Regions from separate parts of the Delphinus delphis genome. Here region 2 is linked to region 1. Evidence: chromatin contacts called from public Hi-C data. All regions are on one chromosome and are shown on one strand. Each heading gives the region's core, a stretch centred on a gene start, on an enhancer-like site or on the middle of the called end of the contact. The rest is flanking DNA. Distances are from core to core; before and after follow the strand shown. Region 1 holds the start of ATP5PB (ATP synthase peripheral stalk-membrane subunit b). Region 2 holds the start of DDX20 (DEAD-box helicase 20).

What was found. Hi-C and Micro-C count contacts between places; a contact is called where the count stands out from the background.
Region 2: a Hi-C map of lung shows a contact between it and region 1, with 7 times the contacts expected there. The contact joins the promoter of DDX20 here to the promoter of ATP5PB in region 1. A contact is called at or near these places in 2 of 3 Hi-C or Micro-C datasets (lung and muscle).

What each region holds. Positions count from the first base shown.
Region 1 is chr1:97,449,162-97,454,551 of mDelDel1.2, forward strand. ATP5PB (ATP synthase peripheral stalk-membrane subunit b) reads left to right here and starts at 3,012. Exons shown (of 7, transcript XM_060027229.1): 1 at 3,012-3,166; 2 at 3,443-3,479. The coding sequence starts at 3,127. WDR77 (WD repeat domain 77) reads right to left here. Exons shown (of 11, transcript XM_060027217.1): 2 at 2,631-2,777; 3 at 2,184-2,369; 4 at 1,257-1,398; 5 at 929-978. The coding sequence starts at 2,745.
Region 2 is chr1:97,725,017-97,729,887 of mDelDel1.2, forward strand. DDX20 (DEAD-box helicase 20) reads left to right here and starts at 2,737. Exons shown (of 11, transcript XM_060027294.1): 1 at 2,737-3,076; 2 at 3,824-3,918; 3 at 4,706-4,871. The coding sequence starts at 2,776.

The DNA.
Region 1 (5,390 bases), core at 1,762-4,261:
TAACTATCTGCAAGTGACCATGAAGCTCCAGGAGATATATGAGTTTATGATTTTGCTTCGCTCATATCTGAATCACGCACTTTGAAGTTAGAACTGGCAGAGAAAGGCACTTAGTCACTGGGGGAACCCGTGATCACCCATATCTACATCTCTTAGCCACACACACATTAACGCTCTATACATTATCTTCATTAAGATTTGGTATCTTCATGAGGAATGGCTCCCAAAATAAAGTCAACTGCTAGTGCTGCTAATGAAAGTGAGCAGAAAAAGGAACATTAATAGAAAGTGATGGTTCTCACCAAAAAAATGAGATTTTATAGAGGTGAATATTCAAAAGTTCAAGATTCACAAGTATCAGGGTTTATACTTGGAGAATGCCAAAGATCTACTGTGATTGGGTTTAGATAGCATGGTATGCTTGAAGGAGTGACAGGAAAAAGGCTTGAATGCCAGGACATGAACATGAGATTTTAACCTGCAAGCCACAAGAAACCAATGAAAGACTAAAGATTACAGGTAGAACAATGAGATGAGTGCCACCGTCTGTAATAAGATAAAGCCTGAAAGTAAATGGGAGCATAAGAAATGGAATGGAAGGTCACTGACGAAATGGAAAAAGACTCCAAAGAACTTGGGGACCAACTGATAGTGGGAAACAGGAGGAGTGGAAGAGGACTGGGATTTTCAGCCTCAGGTGACCAAGAAGGTGGTGAGGCTGTCAATAAAAAAAAAAATATAGGGAAATTATGAAAAGGGCTAGAATCGACATTGGAGCCTGACCGTAGTTTTGGAAGAAATATACTACCAGGCAGGAGAGCAAAGAATTGATATCACTAACATGCAAGCAAAGTTCAAAGAGCCCAAAGGGGAGAATAAAAACAAAACAGCCAAGGCCAGGACTGAAAAGGAAGGAACATGCACTCACCTCGGTATGAGTTCAGAATCATCTGCTGAGCAAGGTCCCAAACTTTGATGCTAAGAAGCAAAAGGAAACAGAGACTTAATTTGACCTACACTACCTACATAAAAACGTGTGTTCAAATAAGAACGCCCTATGTCTTTGCCTACTGGACTTCTGGTACAGCCTACTTTTACCATGGATTGCAAAAATCTCTAAGAAAACCTTATAGGCATATCATAATTAGTCACTGGGTTCTTATAATGAGCCCAAAACATAATTTAATGAGGCTAATATGATGCTAAAGACACCCAAAGGAGGCCCAGAAACAGGAGCGATGAGAGGAGGGACCCACCAAAAGTCTTTGCTACCACTGACAGCTTGCATGCCAGAGCTTAGGACACTGACTGTAGACACGATGTCATCGTGCTCATACTTGCAGAACTTGCTGACAATTAGTGTCTCATTCTCATCCAGCTCCCACAATTCAACAGCACCTGTTGGGGGTGGGGAGTAGGGTGAGGGAAACAAGCTTGGATTATGCCAAGACAGAAATTCGCTTCTAGGATTCTAAGCTCTCAGGAGACAAGGAGGAAATCTCCCCAATGATCTGAGTAGCACACAGGCCGTATGGTTAAATATTCCCAGTTATTTGGACACTAAAGTATTTGTTGAACAATTTGAATAAATGTCTTAGAGTCATAAAAATATGTTGAATAACATAAAAATATGTTGTACAGTGACTAAGTATAGAAAATCATCAGACAGCTGCCCTGAATATAGAGTGTTCAAGCTCAATCGCCAGAGAGGCTCAATCTTTAATGTCCCACACTTATCCTTCCATGCAATGCCTGCCAACGTCCATATTCTGATTTCTTTTTTTTTTAATGTCAAAGCCTCCATTGCTGAGACTGACATTCAAGGCAAAGAAAGCAGAATAAAGGCATTTAAGAATAAAATGGGAAGAAATGGAAAGAGCACAGATTGGCCTCGGCATCATCTTTAAGATCAAGATTATCCTTGGTTTGGGGTTGGGTGGATACAGAGAAGAAAAATAGTTCCAATTAATTTCTTAATTTTGTTATGGATTATACTAGGAATTTCCACCAAACAATTTAGAATCTTGGGGAAGGTATTTCCTACCTACACAGTTACTCTCCTTCGGGACCAACACCCTCAAGCTCCCCCAAGCACTGAGTATGGGATTTTAAAAATTGAGCACAGCCCGACCTATACCCATGGCCTCCATCCCACCTGTAAGGTTGAGGAGAAAGTGACTCACCTGAATCGGAAGCCACTAGGATACCTCTGTCCCCTACCCAAGTGAGGTCAGCCACTCCGGCCTCCGTCTGGACTCCAGCGGAGCAGAAACCTTCGTTGGGGGCGGCACAAGGGTCCTTGAAAAGCCAGAGGGAGCCAGCCCAGCAGCGGCCACTCAGGCTAGAAGCCCCGAGCAGAAGCGCCCCATCTAAGGGAGATACAAGTTGTCAGCGCGTGAGGAGTGGAAGGGCTAATCTCCCTGGTGACCGCCCAGCAGCCAGCTGGCCGGGTCTGGATCGGAGCCCAGGAACGCCGAGCACGGCTGGGGACTGAGCTCAGCGACGCGAGGCAGGGGTGAGGATGGCATGCGGGGTAAGCGGGGGGCTGGGGGAAGGCTGGAAGGTTTAGTCCCGGGAAAGGGCATTCGGGGTGGGGTGAGGGAACTCCCAGACCCAGGACCTAGGCTCACCCGACCGGTACCGCGCAGCCTCCAATTGCCGCTCCATACAGGCTGGTGCATTAGGGGGAAGGTTCCACTCCCGGGCCTCCGGGGGCACTAGCGGGGGCGGGGTTTCCTTCCGCATCTCCACGATTCCAACTCCAACCTAGACCCAAACTGGACGCCCGTCGGAGACTCAGCTCCGCGAGCCACCACGTGGCCCCGCTATAGGCCTCCGCCCCTCCGGCCAGGCTACAGCCTCTCTACATCTCGCGAGAATTGCTTCTACGATTCCATTCCCGTTTCCAGCGAGCAACCTCTTGCCGCGGGCTCTCAGTGCCCTGTGCTTCTTATCGCAAAAAAAAAAAAAAAAAAAAAAAAAAAAAAAAAGACCGGAAGTTGATGAAAAGGGCACGATGTTCTCTTCTCGCGAGACTTGTGAGCGACCATCTTGTTTCTGCCCCTGACAGAGTCTCCTGTAGCGGTCACTGGGGCGCGAAGACTGTTGTGTGGACGCTATCTGACAATGTTGTCCCGGGTGGTACTTTCTGCCGCCACCGCAGCAGGTGAGAGGTGCAGACCCTAGTCCAGGCTAGCAGAGTGATTGCAAACCAGCGCGTCTAGGGCTACTTGGAGCGGGTGGGAGGAAAGGGGATGAAAGGCGCGGCGGGATTTGGGCCTGCGTGGAGAGTTGATTAGTGCCGCTCAGAAGGAGAGTGTGGGGTCTCGGGGGATAGGAATGGGGGACGCATGGCCTTAGTGATTGGGCTCCGCGGGGACCGAGGAAGGGGCAAACCAGATTTCACGGTGACCTTGCTAACCTGTGCCTTGTGTATTTCTAGCTCCCTCTCTGAAGAACGCAGCCCTCCTCGGTCCAGGGTAAGTGTAAGGGGTGTAATACTCCCTTTTGTCCGTGTTTTATCACCTATTTCACTTCTGGGTAATCTGTTCTTACCTTTGGGCCGGTAATTACCTTTCTTTAGGTTATTTTGGAACGCTTCAAGTCTCATTCAAACATGTGTGCTCCTGTTACTGCCTGGAACACCGTTGTGTCACTTAATGTGTTCTAACTAAACTAGAAACTGGTTTTGGTGTCCCCTAAGCCCCGCCCCTCTCCCTTGTGACCTTCAGCTAGCCACAGCTGCGGCATCTCTAGTCGGGGTTACTAGATTGCATACCCTAGGACAAGTTTTGTTAAATAAAACAGTGAAGCATATTGTTTTTAATCTGCCTCCCAGATTCCAACTTTTACTGTCAGGTCAGAGAAATTATTCGTCGTTTCAGTAGATATTTATCTTGCCACGCACGTAACCGAACGTAAAAAAAATGAGTAAGGTTAAGTACCTGCCTTCGTGGACCTCACGCACAGTCTACCAGAGGAGGCAGCTATAAAATGGTAGTTTACAGCGAGGATTCCAAAGCTGAAAGAGGGTACACCGGGCTCCTCCACTTACAAGTGGGACCTTACTGTGGGACCTTAATTTCCCCTTGTGCAAAATAGAATAGTACATTATGGATTGTGAAAATTAAGGGAATTAATTCCTGGGAACCCTAAAAACAGTGCTTGGTACATAGTATGTGCTTAGTAAATATTAGAAGGTGTTACTGATATTTCATAAAACGTCAGTTTTCTTTGGGATTTCTCTTTTTACTTCCAGACTTAGTCCTAAATCTTGAAAAATTTGATAACAATCCTGTAGCTTGAAAAAGTGGCTTTGGTTTATCTGTAATTTTTTGTATAAGCAATAAAGTGAGGCTATAATTGGCTGCTTCCAACTTCTCAGAGAAGAAAGATTCCATATAGACAAGTAAATAATTGTAATATAGATAATAAATACATATACAAAATGCAAGGAACATCCTTGATTTCTCTTTCACATTTCATGTCTAATGCATTAGTAAGGCTCTTTCTCCAGATGATATCCAGACTCTGACCACTTCTTCCACTACTACTGCTACTGGAGTGTGAACCACCATCACGTTTCACCTAGGCTATTTCAGTTGTCTCCTAACTAGTCTCCTTGAATCTATATTCTTGTCCCATTACAGGCCATCCTCACAATAGCCACAGGGATTCTGTCAGTCCCCCCACCCTTCCCCTGCAGAACCCTCTAGAGCTGCCCATCCCACTTGAAATCAAATCCAAACTTACCTTAACACAGAAAGTTCAACATGGGTTGACCCCATCCTACCTCTTGATTTACCTTCTTACATTCTCTTTTAAGCTCATTCTCTAGCCTTACTGGCCTTCTTGCTATTCCTCTGAAAACTGCCAAGCTTATTGTTGCCTCAGGACCTTTGTAGTTGCTCTTCTCTCTTTTCCCCAGGTCATTGGCTCAAATGTCATCTGATCTACCAAAAAAGCCTTTCCCTCACTCCGTTGCTCCTTAGCCCCTTCCTTCACCTGTTTTTCTTCATGGCACTTAAAACTGTCTGAAATTGTGTATGGACCTATACACTCAACACTTCCCAAACCCCTACTAGAATGTCAGAGGCTGGGACTTTGTCTGCTTATTGTTAAACTCCCGGTGCCTAATACAAGCAGAAAGTCAGTAAATGTTTTGTTGAGTGAGTAATTGTCAACCCAAGATTGGAAGGCCTTTATAAAGGATATACTCAAGATGTTCTGAAGGCTGGTTGGTCTTGGCACTCATTAAGTGAAAGGTATACCAGGCAGAAGGAGCAGCATGAGGGTTTTTTTGTTTTTTTTGTTTGTTTGTTTTTGAAAGCTGTAAGTAGTTCCATATGGCTGGAGAGCAGGAGAATGAAGGAAGATGAGGATATAAAATT
Region 2 (4,871 bases), core at 1,487-3,986, 280 kb after region 1:
CTTATAGTTCCATGCATGCTTTAAACCACTCTGATTTGGGATGGGGAGAGAAGAGCATAGAGAAGAAAGCTATTGGCCTCTGAATACCAAAAGCTGTTTTTCTCAATTTTTCAGATGTTCTCACGCTCTCCCACATGACAGCCACACTTTGAGCCGCTAAGGCCCTGAAAAATGTCAGTACTGCATGTACTTTTACACCACCTTGTGCTATTTGAATATTTCCTCCTTGGCCAGAGCTATCCGTCTGCATGTATCTTTCTTCTTGAGGGCAAGTGCTCTGCTTATTTTGTCCCAGTTTTGCATCTCCAGCATCTGGCTGATTCGTATTAGGCGTTTAGAAGATTTCTGCTGAAAGAATGAATGAAGAGATGTTTGCAGATTGAATGCAAATAATAAGGTTGCCTACCCTTTGTTGCTTTGAGGATCAAATGAGAAAAAGTGGCTATAAAAATCTTAGTGCCTTCCCTTCTTTCCACATAGTCCCACGGATCCTCACATTCGAGGGGGGCCACCTTACGTCTATGTTTTTGTTTACATTATTTTCCTTTCCTCTGGGTGCAGAAACTTCCATTGTGAAATCATTGCCTGGGACCATTTGAACCTGAAAATCCATTCCGAGTCTACCTTTTACTCCCACTTCTTCAATTCACAGGAATCCTTCCCCCCTCTACCTTCCAGGTACATAAGGTGAGGAAAGATTTTCCAAGTAGACAGAACAGCATACAAAGAGGCTGGGGTCCCATTGTGATTTTATCCTGAAGGAGGCCAGCAGGCAGACAACAGTCCAACTGGTTTCTGCGTATGTTACTCTCATACCTTACCTGGTTATTAAATGATCTCTTACCTTTATGTTTTATTTTTATGGCACTAAAAATTACGACCAACAGCAAGCATTATTACACTTTTTAACTACTGAGGAAAAAAATTGTATTGATTTGTTTTTAGCTATAGCAATATAATTTATGACTAGTAACATAACTGCAATATTTGGGCAGGGGAACCATTCAGGAGGTTGTTGTGATAGTTAGGACCTAAAAGGTCCTAAAATAGGACCCTTAAAAGGGACCTAAAATAGGACAGATGCTATGGAGACTGGAGAAGAAATATGGATGCAATATTTGGAAGCAAAATTACTTGCCCTCAAGTAATTGTTAGAAAGGGGAAGGATTTCCCTGGCGGTCCAGTGGTTAGGTCAGTGCTTTCACTGTCTGCCATGGCCCCGGATTCAATCCCTGGTCAATCCAAATCCCCCCCTCCCCCAAAAAAAAGAAAGGGGAGAGGGATAATGGAAGGTGGAATCAAGAATAATTAATTCCCAGGTTTGGGATTTAGGGATTAAGTGGATGAAAGAGGTGGGGTAGGTACTAAGAGGAAGTCTGGAACCTTTACTGCCCACTCCCAACAGGCCCCCTTCTTTCATATGAACAGTTGACATTTTCTCAATGTTTTGTAAATTTATAAGAAAAATGCATCTGAGAATACCTTTCCAGTGGGATTACCTTGCCAAAGTCCTCCTACCTCCTTTGGAATCTGCATCATCACCGTGTGTGTGTGTGTGTGTGTGTGTGTGTGTGTGTGTGTGTGTGTAGGGAAGTGTGAGGCTGGTGAGAGATAACGACCAGAATTATGATATAATCTTTAGATTTGTAATTGTGAATATTAGGTTCCAAAAATACTTAATTTGGAGTTACGACTCAGACTTTTTATAGGAGCTCATTTATTCAATAAATATTGAGCACTTACTCTGTGTTAGATTGTTTTTTCCGATTAGGCATACTGCAGAGAACAAAAGAGAATAGGTCCCTGTCCTCAGAGAGTGGGGGAGACAGACAATAAACATATGATTTCATCTAGTGATAAGCAGAAAAATAAAGCAGAATAAGGGAATAGAGAGTGATGGGAAAGGCTGGGGAGCTGCCAGGATGGGGGAGCTATCTCAGAGTGTTCAGGAAAGTCCTCTTTGAAAAGGTCGTATTTGAGCAGAGACCTAAAATAAAGTGGTAAAGACTGCTGTCATCCATGAGATGGTGGTGGGGAGGGATAGGAGCAACACATAGAAAATGTTAAATTTGAGCTATTAGACATAAAGTGGAAGTGTTGAAAAGGGAGATGGATGTACAAGTCTGGAGTTCAGAGGAGGGTCGGAGGTGTAGATACTAATGTGGGAGTTGTCAGTTCAGTTGCTGGTTCCAATTCGATTTGCTTTTATCAGAGCTCAGCGTGTGCCAGGTACTGTGCTAGGGGCTGGGAACGCAGAGATGAAAGCACACAGATATATACCTGGCAACGTGGTCAATCCTAAATCTCGCTGTACTTCGGGCGCTCTCTGCGAGCACAGGAGGAGGCAGCGAGTTGGGGCGGGACACGGTGGGGAGCCGGAGGAGTTGACCGCCGAGCCGAAGCCCGGAGGCTGGGAGCGTGACGCACTGGGCTCTTCACAAAGGCAGCATTGTGAGGTCAGCAACGCGGGCGCAGGGCGGGGCAGTGCTCCCACCGTGAGCGCGCGGCGCCCTCTGTAGGCCGCAGGCGGCGACACACCGGTAGCCTCAGCTTTCCTCCCCTCCCTTTTCCCGCCTTCCTCAGGCCACGTTTTTTTTGTTGTTATAGCTGTTTCCGAGTCCTTCTAAGCCTCCGACTTCCGTCCCTTACCCCTCCTCTTCGAGGCCGGGAGTGTCAGTGTCTTCGCAGGAAGACTGCCAATAAAGTTTTTCCTCTTCTTGTTCTCAGGCTCCACGCCTCTCCCCAAGTACCGCGAGATCCGGCGGCGCGGCTAGCATGGCGACGGCTTTTGAAGGCTCGGCGGCCTTAAAGACCGTGGAGAGCACTATGCCGGCGGAGCGCGTGGCTGCGCAGTTCGCGGCCCCGGAGCCAGCCACCCGGCCAGTGCGGAGTCTGCGGACGGCTCATGACATCAACAGTCCGCGGACCCGCACCGGGGACGTGCTGCTGGCGGAGCCGGGGGACTTCGAGTCGCTGCTGCTGTCGCGGCCGGTGGTGGAGGGGCTGCGGGCGGTTGGCTTCGAGCGGCCGTCGCCCGTGCAGCTCAAGGCCATACCGCTGGGGCGGTGCGGACTTGGTGAGGGCTGGGGCCCTGGAGGGGCCGGGAGGGCCACAGGAGGGGGCGGCGGCGGCGGCGGCGGCGGCCAAGCCCGTGGCGAGGGCCGGGAAGGGCCCAGAGCGGCCGTCTTGCAGGGCTCGGCCCGGGGCAAGACGCCGCACGCACGCGAGCCTCAGTTTCCTCCTCTGTCAAACGGAGGCGCAGTATTGAATTTGGAGATAGTTGAGGTCCATTCCACGCTGTCAAGTGGTTCTACGTTTGGGAATATAAACGGCAGGAAAGATCTCAGATGAGATCAGCCTGGATTAGGGTAGGCCCTAAATCCAGTGACAAGAGTCCTTATAAGAGCAGGGAGAAAGGCAGAGAAGAAAGCCATGTGAAAATGGAGGCAGAGATTGGAATTACACAACTCCAAGCCAAGAAATGTCTCAGCCGTCAGAAGCTGGAAGAGACGGGAAGGATTGTACCATAGAGCCGTAGGAGGGAATGTGGCCCGGCTGATACCTTGATTTCATATTTCTGGCCTCCAAAACTTTGAGAAAATAAATTTCTGCTTTCTAAGCCAAAAAAAGAAGAGAAACGGTGGAGGTTCAGGGAGGAGGCCTGTTTCTGGATATGGCCGCATGCTTGTTTTAGAGTTAACTTAAAAACGAAGGTGGTTAAGGATGTGATCTCTGGAGGCCTGTCTAGTTCTGGAATTTCATGTTGGTACCTAAGCTTCTTCAGTCAGTCCTGGCTAATGATAATTTTTTTTTTCCTCTCCAGATTTAATTGTTCAAGCTAAGTCTGGCACTGGGAAAACCTGTGTATTCTCCACCATTGCTTTGGACTCTCTTGTTCTTGAAAACCTAAGTACCCAGGTGAGTTTAGCTCAGAGGACCCAAGGAGGGTATGTTATGTGGATTTCCTACAGGTCAGATGAAATACCAGTAGCTCCTCAGAGGTAGAAGTGAATGATTGTGTTAAGACATATGAAAAGTATACAAGTAAAGTAGATACTTAGGCTGATGAGTGGTGTTGGTGTGGTTAGTGACCAAATACACATTATTAGTGTTAGAAGTTTAGAGATTTCTGTTATTACTGCGTGTTAAATAAAATAAGTCTGCCATGTGTGTCAATTTTGTCATTACTTGAGAATACAGATAGGGATTTTTTATTCTTTTATTTGCTCACTAGATTGTGGTGAGGTTTAGCATTTGACCTGATTCGTGGTAATGAGGTGTTTGGCTATGGTAGGTAACTGCATGTGGTTCTTACAGTGAATGTATTATACTGATCTCCCACCTTCTGGGTTCTCTCAGAGTAGGGTCTAAGAGGGCCTTACCCAAATTAACAGGAGATTTGGGTTTGGAGATCATTTCTTCAGCAAAGATTTGTTGAGCCCATGTTATGTTTAAACAGTATGCCAGGCATTGGGGATATAAAGATGAATCAGGTATGACCCTCATAGTCTTACTTTGTGGTTTAGTAGTTACAGCAGGCTGTATTTCAAGTTCTCAGTCATGTATATCTGATGATGACTCTTCAACAGTGTTTTTTAACCCAGATATGAGTATCTGGGTTAAAAAACACTGTAAAGCTTTTTGAGTCCTGCCTTATGTATTTATTCTACCGACTTGTTAAAGGTATATTTTATGTGTTTTTTAGATTTTGATCTTGGCTCCTACAAGAGAAATTGCTGTACAGATACATTCTGTTATCACAGCCATTGGAATAAAAATGGAAGGCTTAGAGTGTCATGTGTTTATCGGAGGGACTCCATTATCACAAGACAAAACCAGACTTAAAAAGTGTCATATTGCTGTTGGTTCTC